2 separate regions of the Mus musculus genome follow, and region 2 is linked to region 1. The links are chromatin contacts, called in public Hi-C maps. All regions are on one chromosome and are shown on one strand. Each heading gives the region's core, a stretch centred on a gene start, on an enhancer-like site or on the middle of the called end of the contact. The rest is flanking DNA. Distances are from core to core; before and after follow the strand shown. Region 1 has its middle 100 kb from the start of Gm23217. Region 2 holds the start of Kcnk9 (potassium channel, subfamily K, member 9).

Region 1 (5,607 bases), core at 2,217-4,716:
TTCCCTTTGTTCTGCGGATGGGTCTGAGACTCCTCAAGGGTATTTGCTTGAAGAGGTTTCTCACCCTCCATCCAGCCATCCTTCTTGTGGCAGTGCTCCTGCTTCCTCCTCCCTCTCTTCCTTCCTTTCCTCCTCCCCCCTTCCCCTCTCCCTCATTCTTACCCTCAATGAAGCTCCTCTCCTGGCTTTAAAAGGAATACTTTCTTTCCCTCAAAAGTCCCATCAGGTTCGGCTGTCTATACACTGTATGCATTCTGGCTAATGCTCTCCTTCCTTCCTTCCTTCCTCAAGGGCCCAGCTCATTTTAATGCATTTCATTGAGGGGATTGTGACAGCTTCTTTTCTGAACAGGCAACTACTGCTTTACCTCTGTTATCTTTAACACACAATAGTGTCTTTCCAAAGGGAAAAGATGTGTGGGGTGTGTATATGTATATGTGTGTATTTGTGTGGTGTGTGTGAAGATATGTACATGAATGTGTGTGTGTGTGTGTGTGTGTTGATTTATAAGCTATTCAAGTCTTTATGGCTCTTTGAAGACCATTCCTAGACTCTGGGTCCACCATATCTCTTTGTTGGTTTAGTAGCATGCCCCACCCTGGGTACTGTTATTCACCCACTGAACACAATTCCCTGTCTGAATCACCACTGACTATCATTTTTAATGCTGTGCCATCTGTATAGTATAGGATTGTTTTAACTGCACGCAGACACTGAAGAGTACCCCTCTATTCCAAATCAAATGATCCATCCTCAGTATATAGAGACTTTAGAATTGGCCATGAGGAATATTTGTCAGAAACAGCTTCAGGGAAGAGCAAACAGTATTTTGGATCACTGTTCAATACAGAGAAGGTCACATTGTAACAGGGCCTGTCATCTGTCCTCATTTCCTGGAAGAGAGATAGATAGTACTTAGGGTTATCTAACAAAGGCCACCATCCCCCGGGCCTCACTGCCACTTGAAACTCCCACACTGGTGTGTCCTGCCCACAGACCATTCCAGGATAATGTATGATTTCCTTAGAGGGCTGCAACCCTTCTGCCACATCCTGCCTGGAATTCGTGGCTCTTCTCTCCGTTTACTGTCTGCTCAGATGCACTGCAAGAGGCGCCGAGCCTATCTTCGTATTACGGATGGGGAGATAATGCTACTGGAAAGGCAGAATTAACATCCACTCCCACACTCCCACTCACAACTCAGCTGCTTAGGCCTGTTGCATCCCTCTGTACTTCCCGGTGCCAGAGGCAGAAAAGGGACAAACAAAACAAACAAACAAACAAAAAAACAAACAAACAATTGGCTCCTCCCTCCAGGTGTCTAGCAAGACTCGTACTGTGTGATAGTTGTTATAGTATGTATATGAATAAGTATGTTGGCACATGCCTATAATCCCAATACTCTAAAGGTAGAGCCAGGTCAGGAGTTCAAGATCAAGACCAGCTATGTAGTGAGCTTGAGGCCACCCTAAGTCTCATAAAAACTCTGTCTCAAAAAAAAATTATAAAGGAAAAAGGTCTACAAACAGAAACAACCACCTAAAAAGCTGTGCAGTGACTATCAGGCTTCCTCCTCCCACCCCACCCCACCCCTTTTTAAGTAAAGACGTCTTATGAGTCCCAGGCTGATCTTGACGTCATTACTTTCTATCTAAAGGGTGACCTCAAACTCTTCTGAATCTCCTACTTCCACTTCCTCACATTCTGGGGACTACAGGGGCATGCCACCATGCCTAGTTTAGCCCCCTCCCCTTTGTGAGGGCATATCAGATGTGCCCCTTCCTTCTCCATCAGCATTGCCCTAGGTGGGCTACTCAAGGACTTATCTCTTCCATGCTAGAAAGGTCACACAATCCACATCGAGCCAAGAATAATGTGTCCCTGGACTTGATGCTGTAACAAGGGAGCCAGTGTCAGAAAAGGACACAGGGAGAAGGGATCTAAGGGATGTCCTCGTCATAGCCATAGAATGATGATTCTCCAATGCTGGCCCAGCCTGCTTTCCATCATAGAGAGACAGTAAAATTCTTTCTCCTCCTTCTTGTGTTAGTGGCTGAATTGAAGTCACTTTGACTCAGAGTTCTGACACTTGAAAGAAGTATTATAAAAATACAAAGATCTCAGCAGCTGCTCAGTTCCACTTTGTTTGATTAAAAGCTGCTGTGTCCTCTGGGCAAACCCCCTGAGCACACCTTTTTACTCAAATTCAGCACACGAAATGTTTTTTTCTGCTTTGAGAAATATGCTTAAGGGCATCTTCTTAAGCCCCTACCCCAGGTGTTTCCCAATCACCGCTCTCTACCCACCTGCCCAATTAGCTTCAGGCCAGTCAGTTTCTGTCATGAGCTGAAATTGCCAGCTAGTCTACTAGCTTGCCTGAGATCGAAGCTCCTCGAGAAAGGAAATGCCAAAAGGGTAGAATTCACATATGTGTCCCGAGCTGGCTTCCCAGCATCCAGAAGAACACCTGGCATCTGGCACCATCCAAGAGCATCCGCTAAATCAGTGAATAAAGGAAATAAAAGAGAAAGAACGCTCTCTAAAGCTGTGGGTGTTTTTAATGTGTGCACATGTGTGTGCAGATGCACCTAAATGTGTGTGTGTGTGTGTGTGTGTGTGTGTGTGTGTGTGTGTGTGTGTGAATGCTCGCGTGCATGCATGCGAAGGCCACAGGTCAACCTTAGGTATCATGCCTCAGGTATGATCTACTGTGTATTATGAGACATGTGCTTGCATTGGCCAAGCAGGCTATGATTTCTTTTTGAGATGCAGTCTCTCATTGGCCAAGCAGGCTAGGCTGGCTGGCCAGAGAGCCCTTCTGTTGCTAAGGAGATCACCTCCTGTCAAAGAAGCTATTTCTGGTTTTCAATACCCCAGTGCCTGAAAATAGAGCTTCCTACAGAAAATGAATGTTATGTTAGAAGGTTTGCCTGTTTCTGGTTTTCCCTGGAGGATGGGAGAGTGGCTTCTTCAGGTTGATTAGAGCCCAGTGGGGTTCCTGTGGTATCTCTCTTCTCCCCACACAGTTATAACACCTCACATGGCAACCATTCTCTATGACCTCCTTCTTGAACTCAAGTTACCTTGACCAACACTTGCCTAGTCCAGTTAGTAAAGCAGTTCTTAAAAACTGGGACCGGTACGACTTGAAATGAGTCTAATCTAGCACCCCTACCAATCCATAATTATGTGCCCCTAGGTCACCTCCTTCTCCAGCCAGGGAAATGTTAGGGGCAACCTGGAGCTGGACCCAAGCTGCCAAAGCATGAAGCAGTAGAGTGAGAGCTGCCATCTGTGTCTTGCTGTGAGAGCCCCTGAGAGACATCTGGAGCCAGCACCTGTCTCCAAGCAGGACAGCTGGCCTGGTGCCCACTTAATCCATGGGATGGAGAACTCTCTTCTCTCCCAAGTACACAGGCAGGCAGGCAGGCAGGGGCACGTGAAACACGGTGGCAGCTTGAGCTTACTCTGGTTGGCATGTTGGAGCAGTGGGAGGTGCCATGTGGCACCAAGATTGTCTATCTCATGCCCTGGCTGGCATCCCTCAACCCCAAGGTTTAAGTCAGTCTGAATCATTGTCAGGATATATGGGGATCTCTGCCAAGGAGAAGGAAAGATGGTGAGCTCTGAGCCATGTTGGAGCCCAGAGAAACCAGGATCCACTGGGATAATGAAGAAGCCACTGGAGAGTGTTGACTCAACTCAGGAAAAGATCAGGGTGTGTAACCTTTGACTAAGGGACAAGTAAGGCTTTCTTAACAAATGCCAGGCAGAAAAGACAGCGAAGGGTAGATGAGCAGGCTTCTCAGGGCATAGCAGAGCATGGCTCCTCTAAAGATTCATGGAAGGTATACAATTTAAAATAGTTCTAGAGGCAAATAATTTTCTGCTCTCAGATACAAACAAATACACTACGCAAGGTAAGAAATGAACACATAGTCAAGAGTCTCAAAGATCTATCTTTAATTAAATTACCCTGTAAGGAATTTCCTTTTTAAGAAATATTTTTATTAATCTTTGGAGAATTTTATATTTTGATCATATTCACCTCTCAACTCCTCCCATGATCTTTTTTCTACTTCCATTCAATGTTGAGTCTTTTTCCCCCTTTGGAGTTCAATGTGTGCTACCTGTGTACAACTTGGGTATAGGGACAGTCACTGAAGTGTGGTCCTTACAGAAAGCAGATGCTCCCTCTCCCAGCAGCTATGAGTTACCAACATTTTCTTAACCAGGAGTGGGGTTTTTGTACCTACATCTCCATCTCATTGCTAGTATTCTGTCTACAGCTCTTGTGCATGTTGTTATAGTCCTGTGACATAACCTGTGCAACTGCCAATCACGTGTGGCTAAACAGATCCTAAGTCCTAAAAGAGAACATATTACTAATATTCAATAAATGGGCATAGTCTTGAACTGACTCCTAAGTGAGTTGTCACTGTATCTGTAGATTGGCTCGTCCCTTACCCCCTCAGCCCTCATCAGAGAAACTTCCTTTTGTAGTAGATGGTGATTAACAGGGACCCACAACTAGTCAAGAAGTAGAAAATAAGAAACTGCAGAATGCTTAGCTCTAAATAAGATTACCTTGGAAGAGAGGGCAGAAAAATAGCAAGAGCCAGAGGTGATAGATGTCTATAAAATAAAACAACACAAAACAATGCTCCTGTTAAGCATTTCTTAAGGTCACTTTCTGGTATGCACACACATACCCTATTTAATCCATTAAAGCATTCTTCTCTCAAAGGAGCAGCCATGGCTATGAAATGCCCTGACAAAGCTTAGAATAAATCAATGTAGCTCAGTTGAAAACAAAGTTATGGAACCTCAAAATACCACCTCCCCACAGATTAAAACCTGCCAAAACCTTATTGATGAACACAAAGCAGGTTTGAATAAACAGAGAAGGATAATGAGTTCCAGGCAGGCACATTCTGTGCTGGAGAATTAACTGTCAGTTTTCATCAAATTAAGTTAAGCTTCTACAACTCCAACCTATGTACCAATGTAAAGCTTCAAGAAGCATTTCTAAAAGTTTTTCTGAAAAAAAATGTTGAACACAGAGAAATAGCCAAAATAAGTTTTCAATAAACACACCAGGTATAATTTGTCCCTTGAAGCAACAAATGTAGTAGGCCTAAATAATTTAAATAATTTAAATACTATTCTGAAATTGTGTAGGAAGGCTGAACAAAACAGAAAACCTACAAACAGGTTGAAGCACAGAAAGTTTAATCATGTCAGATGTCGTATTTAAAATTAGCATGTTAGAAAAAGAATAGTGAATCAGGCGTCTTTGAAAAATTGGTAGGCTTTAGGTAAGTGTTAACTTGGATTCTCATCTAACACTATCTATGACCCATTGTAGAAACACTGTAAGTATTATGGTGAGGTACTTACAGAAATACCACAACAGAAAAGGTCTTATGTTTAAAAGAAAGTAGCAGGCTTTTAAAGGGAGATATATTTCAAACATTTAAAAGCATGTTTTCTTACTAGTGAAAGCTTTTTTTTTTTAAAGAAAGATTTATTTGTTTTATGTATATGAGTACTCTATCTGCCTATACATCTGCATGCCAGAAGAGGGCATCAGATCATATTATAGAT
Region 2 (5,607 bases), core at 1,495-3,994, 190 kb after region 1:
GGACACAGGGGCACACATTTGAGTCCACATTCTGATTCTCACAGATCCAAAGAGATGGACCAAGGTATTGTGCCAAGACAGGGCAAATGACCAGCCAGAGACACCATTCTGCCTCCTGCCAGAAGGGTATTTACCACACCCCCTGGGATAAAGTCTGGCCTTCCCATTCCCACAGGTTTCCATGTGCAAATCCAGGGGTGTCTCCCAACCACCAGCTTCAGTGGGAATGCAGTCATAGGGATCCATCCACCAGAGATTGATCTCTGAACCGTAACCTGTGTGAATCAGGGAAGCTACATACAGGCAGTCTCATCTTGTACTAGATGGACTCTTTCCCAGAAAGGGTTAAACTCCCCCAGTTTTCAAACAACACCCAGACTCCTCTGGTCCGCAGTCCCAGTCCACAAGGGCAAACAAGCACTGCCACATCCAACCCACCAGGACCGCATTGCAGGTCACCTGCTGCCACCCCCACCCCAACCATAGAAGAGAAAACTCTTCTCTCAGGACCTAACACTCTCAGCAACCCAAAAGAAGGATATTGGGTGCTGAAATCTCAAAAGGTCCCCAGGTGAGGAAGGACCAGTACCACCCCCTCCTACATACAGCTCTATAAACAACCTCCTGTCACCTTAATGTCCCACCAGCTTTGTCCCAAATTCCCCAAGAGATAGTAAGTTTAAGGCTTGGAACCCACTCAGGGAAGCGCAGCCAACACTGGGGCGTTAGGTGGGTGGGTGTTCGGCTGTGGGATTATTCTTAGCGCTCCACTCTTCGCAAAAGTGGCGCCTCCACCCTCAAGACAACAGCACTGACTCTGAGAGTTCCCAAGCCTGGCCCAAACACCAGAGCAGTCTGGGGCACCAGATAGGGTCCCCTGGAAGAGTGAGGTCATGCCCCTGAGGGATGAGACACTGAAACAGGGTCTGTCTTAAACCTGGGAAGCCCCCACCCCCACCTCAGCATTGCTTCGTGTGCGCTACATCTCCTAGACCCCTCCCGTGTCTCCCTCGAGCCCGGTGGCGGCACACCCATTCCTTACCGATAGTTGTGATGACAGTGATGGCGAAGTAGAAGGAACCGGCGAATTTCCACTGGACACCAGCGCGGTGGGGCTCAGACTGCAGGATTACCAGCTCCAGCTGCTGGTAGTCATCGGAGCTGATGTTGTACTTGCCTCTGAGACGGACTTCTTCGGCTTTAAGTTTCTCCTCCTCGCGCATCTCATGGTCCGACTCGAGGGCGTCGAACACCGCGGCACCGACCAGCAGGTAGGTGAAGGTACAGGCGATCAAGGACAGGGTACGCACGTTCTGCCGCTTCATGGCCGCGAAGAAGGAGATGCTAAAGGGAAGTTGGACCAGACCACGAGAATCCCAATGCAGCGCGGCGCTGACCAAGCCTCCTCTACGATGGAGTCGAAGTTGCAAGCGGTGGTAGCAGCAGATGCCACAGCTGATGTTGGAAATTTCGGTCTCCTCTTGGGCATCATCACTTTCACGAACTTCACCACCACCTGAAGGCTGAGGGGTCTCCCCGGGTGCCGCGGGCTCCTGGGACTCAACGACCTCACCGGGCTCCCCGGACTCTGCGGATTCTGCGGGACCAGCGGACGCCCCGGGCTCGGCAGGCTCGGCTTCCTCTGCGGGCGCAGCGGGTTCCGCGGGCGCAGCGGGTTCCGCGGGCGCAGCGGGTTCCGCCGGCTCAGCGGGTTCCGCGGGCTCAGCGGGTTCCGCGGGCTCAGCGGGTTCCGCGGGCGCAGCGGGTTCCGCGGGCGCAGCGGGTTCCGTGGGCGCAGCGGGTTCCGCCGGCGCAGCGGGTTCCGCGGGCACAGCGGGCTCTTCGGGAGCACCCAGTGCAACGGATTCCGCGTACACAGGGGGGTCCGCGGGCGTGGTGATCACCACCGGGGCGCGCGAAATGGTGGACATGTTGATGACATTGCTTTGGCGCGGAGGCCAGCGATCCTGAACCCGGGACACCCTATGCCAGGCCTGGGTCAAGCGGTTTGCCCCAGTGCGGATGGTTGTGCGGATGGATGGCCCAAGCTCGTTCCGCGCGGGCTGTCTGGTCCTGGGCACCTCGCCCCTCGAGCCTGCGGGCTCGGTTGGGGCAGGATCGGTAGCCGGGACAGAGGGAGACCCGGGGAGGGGTTCCCCATCCCTGATGCGTTCCCCGGCTAGCGGGGCCCAGCTAATCGCCTCCAGTGTGGCGGTTGCCCCGCGGGGACCTGCTTCTCCCTCTAGCTTTCTTCACCCCCTTTGGGTTGGGGGAAATAGAAAGTTTGCTAAGTGAAGGAGTCTCTAGAATCCCTGCAAGCAGGGATAAAGTCTATCTAGCAGGGGCAACGGGCGAGGAAACCCGATGCCCCAAGATCCGAAAGCCCCGTGCCCACCTGGGCGCGCGGGGCACGCGGGGTGCCCGCCGCGCGACAGCCGATCTGCGAAGTTTGTTCTGCTCAGCCTCTGAAGCTCAGGAACACGACGAAGCCCAAGACAGGAGCCGCGACGGAGCTACCTCGGGGACGAAGAGGGAACTGCGCGGCAGCGGCCGGCCAGCCAGCTCCTCGCCGGGTGGCGGGCGAGGTGGCGGCGGCGGCGGGAGGGGTCCCGCAGCCCTGGAGGAACTGAAGGGTAGGGATGGGGACAGGCAAAGGCGCATCAGCTGCCCGAGGATCCTAAGACTCTGGCGTCCAGGAGTCCAGAGAGGCAGCCGCCGCTCTGGTCTGCCTGAGGCGCTGTGCGTGCGCGCCGGAGGGAGCCCGAGTGTATGTATTCGCGGGTGTGCGTGCGCGCGTGTTTGCGTTTGACGGCCCCGCTCCGGCGGGAGGGAGGGGGGCAGGCTACTCCGAGGACCGGCTTCCCTCCCTCCTCTCTTTTCTCCCTCCCTCCCTCCCTCCTGCAGCCTCTGGGTCGCGCCACCTCCCGCCTGGTCCCCAGCCAGCTGGTGAGGCGGCAGTGGCAGCTCCTGCAGCAGACCTGGTACTGCGCAGGGTGCACATGAAGGAGCCCAGGAGTGATGGCCAGAGAGAGAGAAAAGGAAAGGGGTTGAACTAGGTGCTGCTAGGGTTCGGGGATGGGAGGCCAGCTGCTAGAGGGTTTGAGATGGGGATGAAGTGGCTTCCTTCTGAAAAAGTACTGCTCCCCTAAGAGCGCACCCAACCTTGGCAAAGTGAAGAGAGAGTTTGAGGGCCCTGCAGCTGGGGATGAAAAACGAATTTGACCAGTGGAGACAGATTAACCTTTTATGGGGGAAAACAACAACAACAACAAAAACCGGGAGAGTTGGAAATAGAAAAGGAAGGGGCTATGAGCCCTGGAGAGTGCAACAGCAGTGGCCACACGCTCCCCCTTGTAACACACACACACACACACACACACACACACACACACACACGTCCAGCTGCAGCAGCCACCTGGCTCAGCAGCGCCCTACTGGATACTGCCTTCTAGATTGTTGGGGTTTTGACAGCCACCTTAGTTCGGATAGTGGCTGTGTCCCGGGTGGTCTTGCACCTGCTACCCCCCTTCCCCGCTACTTTTCCCTAGAGATCTCGCAGACCACCACTTTTAAGAGTTACACCTCAAGAAAGGATGGACAGGAATTCTCATTTCCCCTCTCCAGCAGTAGCCTCCCCGCCCCCACCCCCCATCCCCACTTCCCCCAGTGCGCGCGCTTCTTCACTGTTCATTTCTTGATTCCTCTGCTGAGGAGCAGAGTGCAGGAACTTCCCCCCCCCCCGCGCGCGCTCCCCCGGCGAGGCACCCTCCAGGTTAAGGCTTGGAAATAGAACAGGAGGATCTGGCCAGGGAGCTACTAGCCTTTGAGTTTAAGGAAGAAGCCAGGATTCCTGTTTAGGTCTTCTGGGTTCCCCACCCACCCATCCTCTTTAGGTTGCCCAGAGGTTTTCTTGCTCACAAAGCTCCCCTAGAGCAGTGCTGCTGCGGACTGGGACAGACAGAATCACGCTTTTGAGACCCCGGGCTTTGGTTTCCTCGACCAGGCTATCTTCTCTGTCCCTAGCCATGGACGCTGATGAAGAGATCTGGTGACCACCAAGCAACAGCTAAAAGGCGGGAGCTAGAAGCTGTCCATGGAGATAGGAGCAGCCTGTGAATCGTCCCCAGCTGTTGAAAGAGTTCGGAGACTTAGAAACCCTGTGTTCTTCAGCTTCCTAGACCATGCCCCAGCCTCTGTCTACCCAGACGCATAGCCCGATGGACTAGGGGCTTCATGTATGCTCCCAGGTAAAATTTAAAGGATCATGAGTGCACCACAGGGCAGGGGCATCGGGCGCTGTGAGCTATTCCTGAACAGTCAAGTCTCCGTGTGGTCTTCCTGGTACCCGGATGGGGAGCTCCACCTGATCAGGTGCGCTCCCCAAAATTCATTTTGGAAGCCAAGGCCCCCGTGCTTTGCAAGGGAGCCTGGCTGCGGAGTGAGTCACCACAAGCGAGCAACAAAGATTCCCAGCAGCTGGTAATTAATTGAGTCGTGGCTCAGCCTACGACGGAACCCCAGTCAGGCCTCCCGCTGCTCTGGCAGCGGTGGCACCCTGAGTCATGGCCTGACCGTCGGGCCAGCAAGAGGTCCGATAGGGCTTGTGCGTCTCGGCGCCACCAGGGGGCGCTAGACTCCGACCCACAGATCTGCCCACGTTTGAGCCAACCAGACTGCAGCGAGGTCCAAGCTGTCCCCAAAGACAAGTGCAGGAGCTGTGGGGGATGGGCTGAGCTCTGATGACTGGAGTCCAGGCTTTGCTCAGAGAAGCTCCAGTTCCACACAGCGTTTTGGAAAGACGGAAAGGCACTTCAGTTTGTTTTATAGGTGAAGGAAAGGCCTCCTGTCCAAGACCACAGAATTACTCCCATCTAGAACCCATTGTCCCCGGGCTTCTTTCCAGAGTTTCCTCCAGGATTCCAGTTTCTTGTCCACATCGCACAACCCAGTTTTTGAATGTCTTTTGACTCCTTGGAGAGGAGCCTGGGTCCTGACTATTCGGCCTGCATCCCTAGTCCCCATTCTCTTGGGAAAGATGCTCAGTTCCCACTCCAGGATGATGCTCAGTGAGTGCTTGCTAGGATGGTGGCAACAAACACACACACACACACACACACACACACACACACACACACACACCAGGGGTAGTTCTGGGAGTTTCACCTCCGAGGGTTACGTGCTGAACCCACGGATTTTTTTTTAATGCTCAAAAAAAACCCCAAAAAACAGTACAGTGTTTTTGTCTGTTGGATAATTGCCAATTAAGCTCAGAAATTCTTCCTGTCTTTGTCTTTTGTCTGGCATGGGCTCCCCTGTCCACCTTTGAGTCAATGACAGCTCTCCCCCCCCCCCCCCGTAGTGCTGCAGGTTCGTAGGTGTAACCCTGGGGCATCTTGACTAGACTTGGGCATGAGTAAGAGGTTTAAGGAGGAGCAGAGACAAGAAGAGAAAGGCTTTGAGGGCATCAATACAGGGCACAGCTGTGGCCAGTGAGTGGGCTCACAGCCTCTCTGTGCCCCTTTGGGAGTCAGTCCCTAGACCTCCCTTCCACTTTGGCTCTCTCTTTAATAAAAGCAGATGCATCTTATTAGCTAATAAAACACATCC

The links. Hi-C and Micro-C count contacts between places; a contact is called where the count stands out from the background.
Region 2: a contact with region 1 is called in a Hi-C map of cerebellum, with 2.8 times the contacts expected there. The contact joins the promoter of Kcnk9 here to the enhancer-like site in region 1. A contact is called at or near these places in 2 of 484 Hi-C or Micro-C datasets (cerebellum and cerebral cortex) and 1 of 9 other capture datasets (pancreatic islet).

Annotation. Positions count from the first base shown.
Region 1 is chr15:72,357,410-72,363,016 of GRCm38.p6, forward strand. No RefSeq gene overlaps it. Among named protein-coding and RNA genes, the nearest start is that of Gm23217, 100 kb to the left of the region's middle. Within about 2 kb of position 3,467, at least 20 of the 459 cell types and tissues checked have an H3K27ac peak or open chromatin away from gene starts, as enhancers often do. A contact at or near this core is called in cerebellum and cerebral cortex, where this site is marked.
Region 2 is chr15:72,544,955-72,550,561 of GRCm38.p6, forward strand. Kcnk9 (potassium channel, subfamily K, member 9) reads right to left here and starts at 2,745. Exons shown (of 2, transcript NM_001033876.2): 1 at 1,043-2,745. The coding sequence starts at 1,325.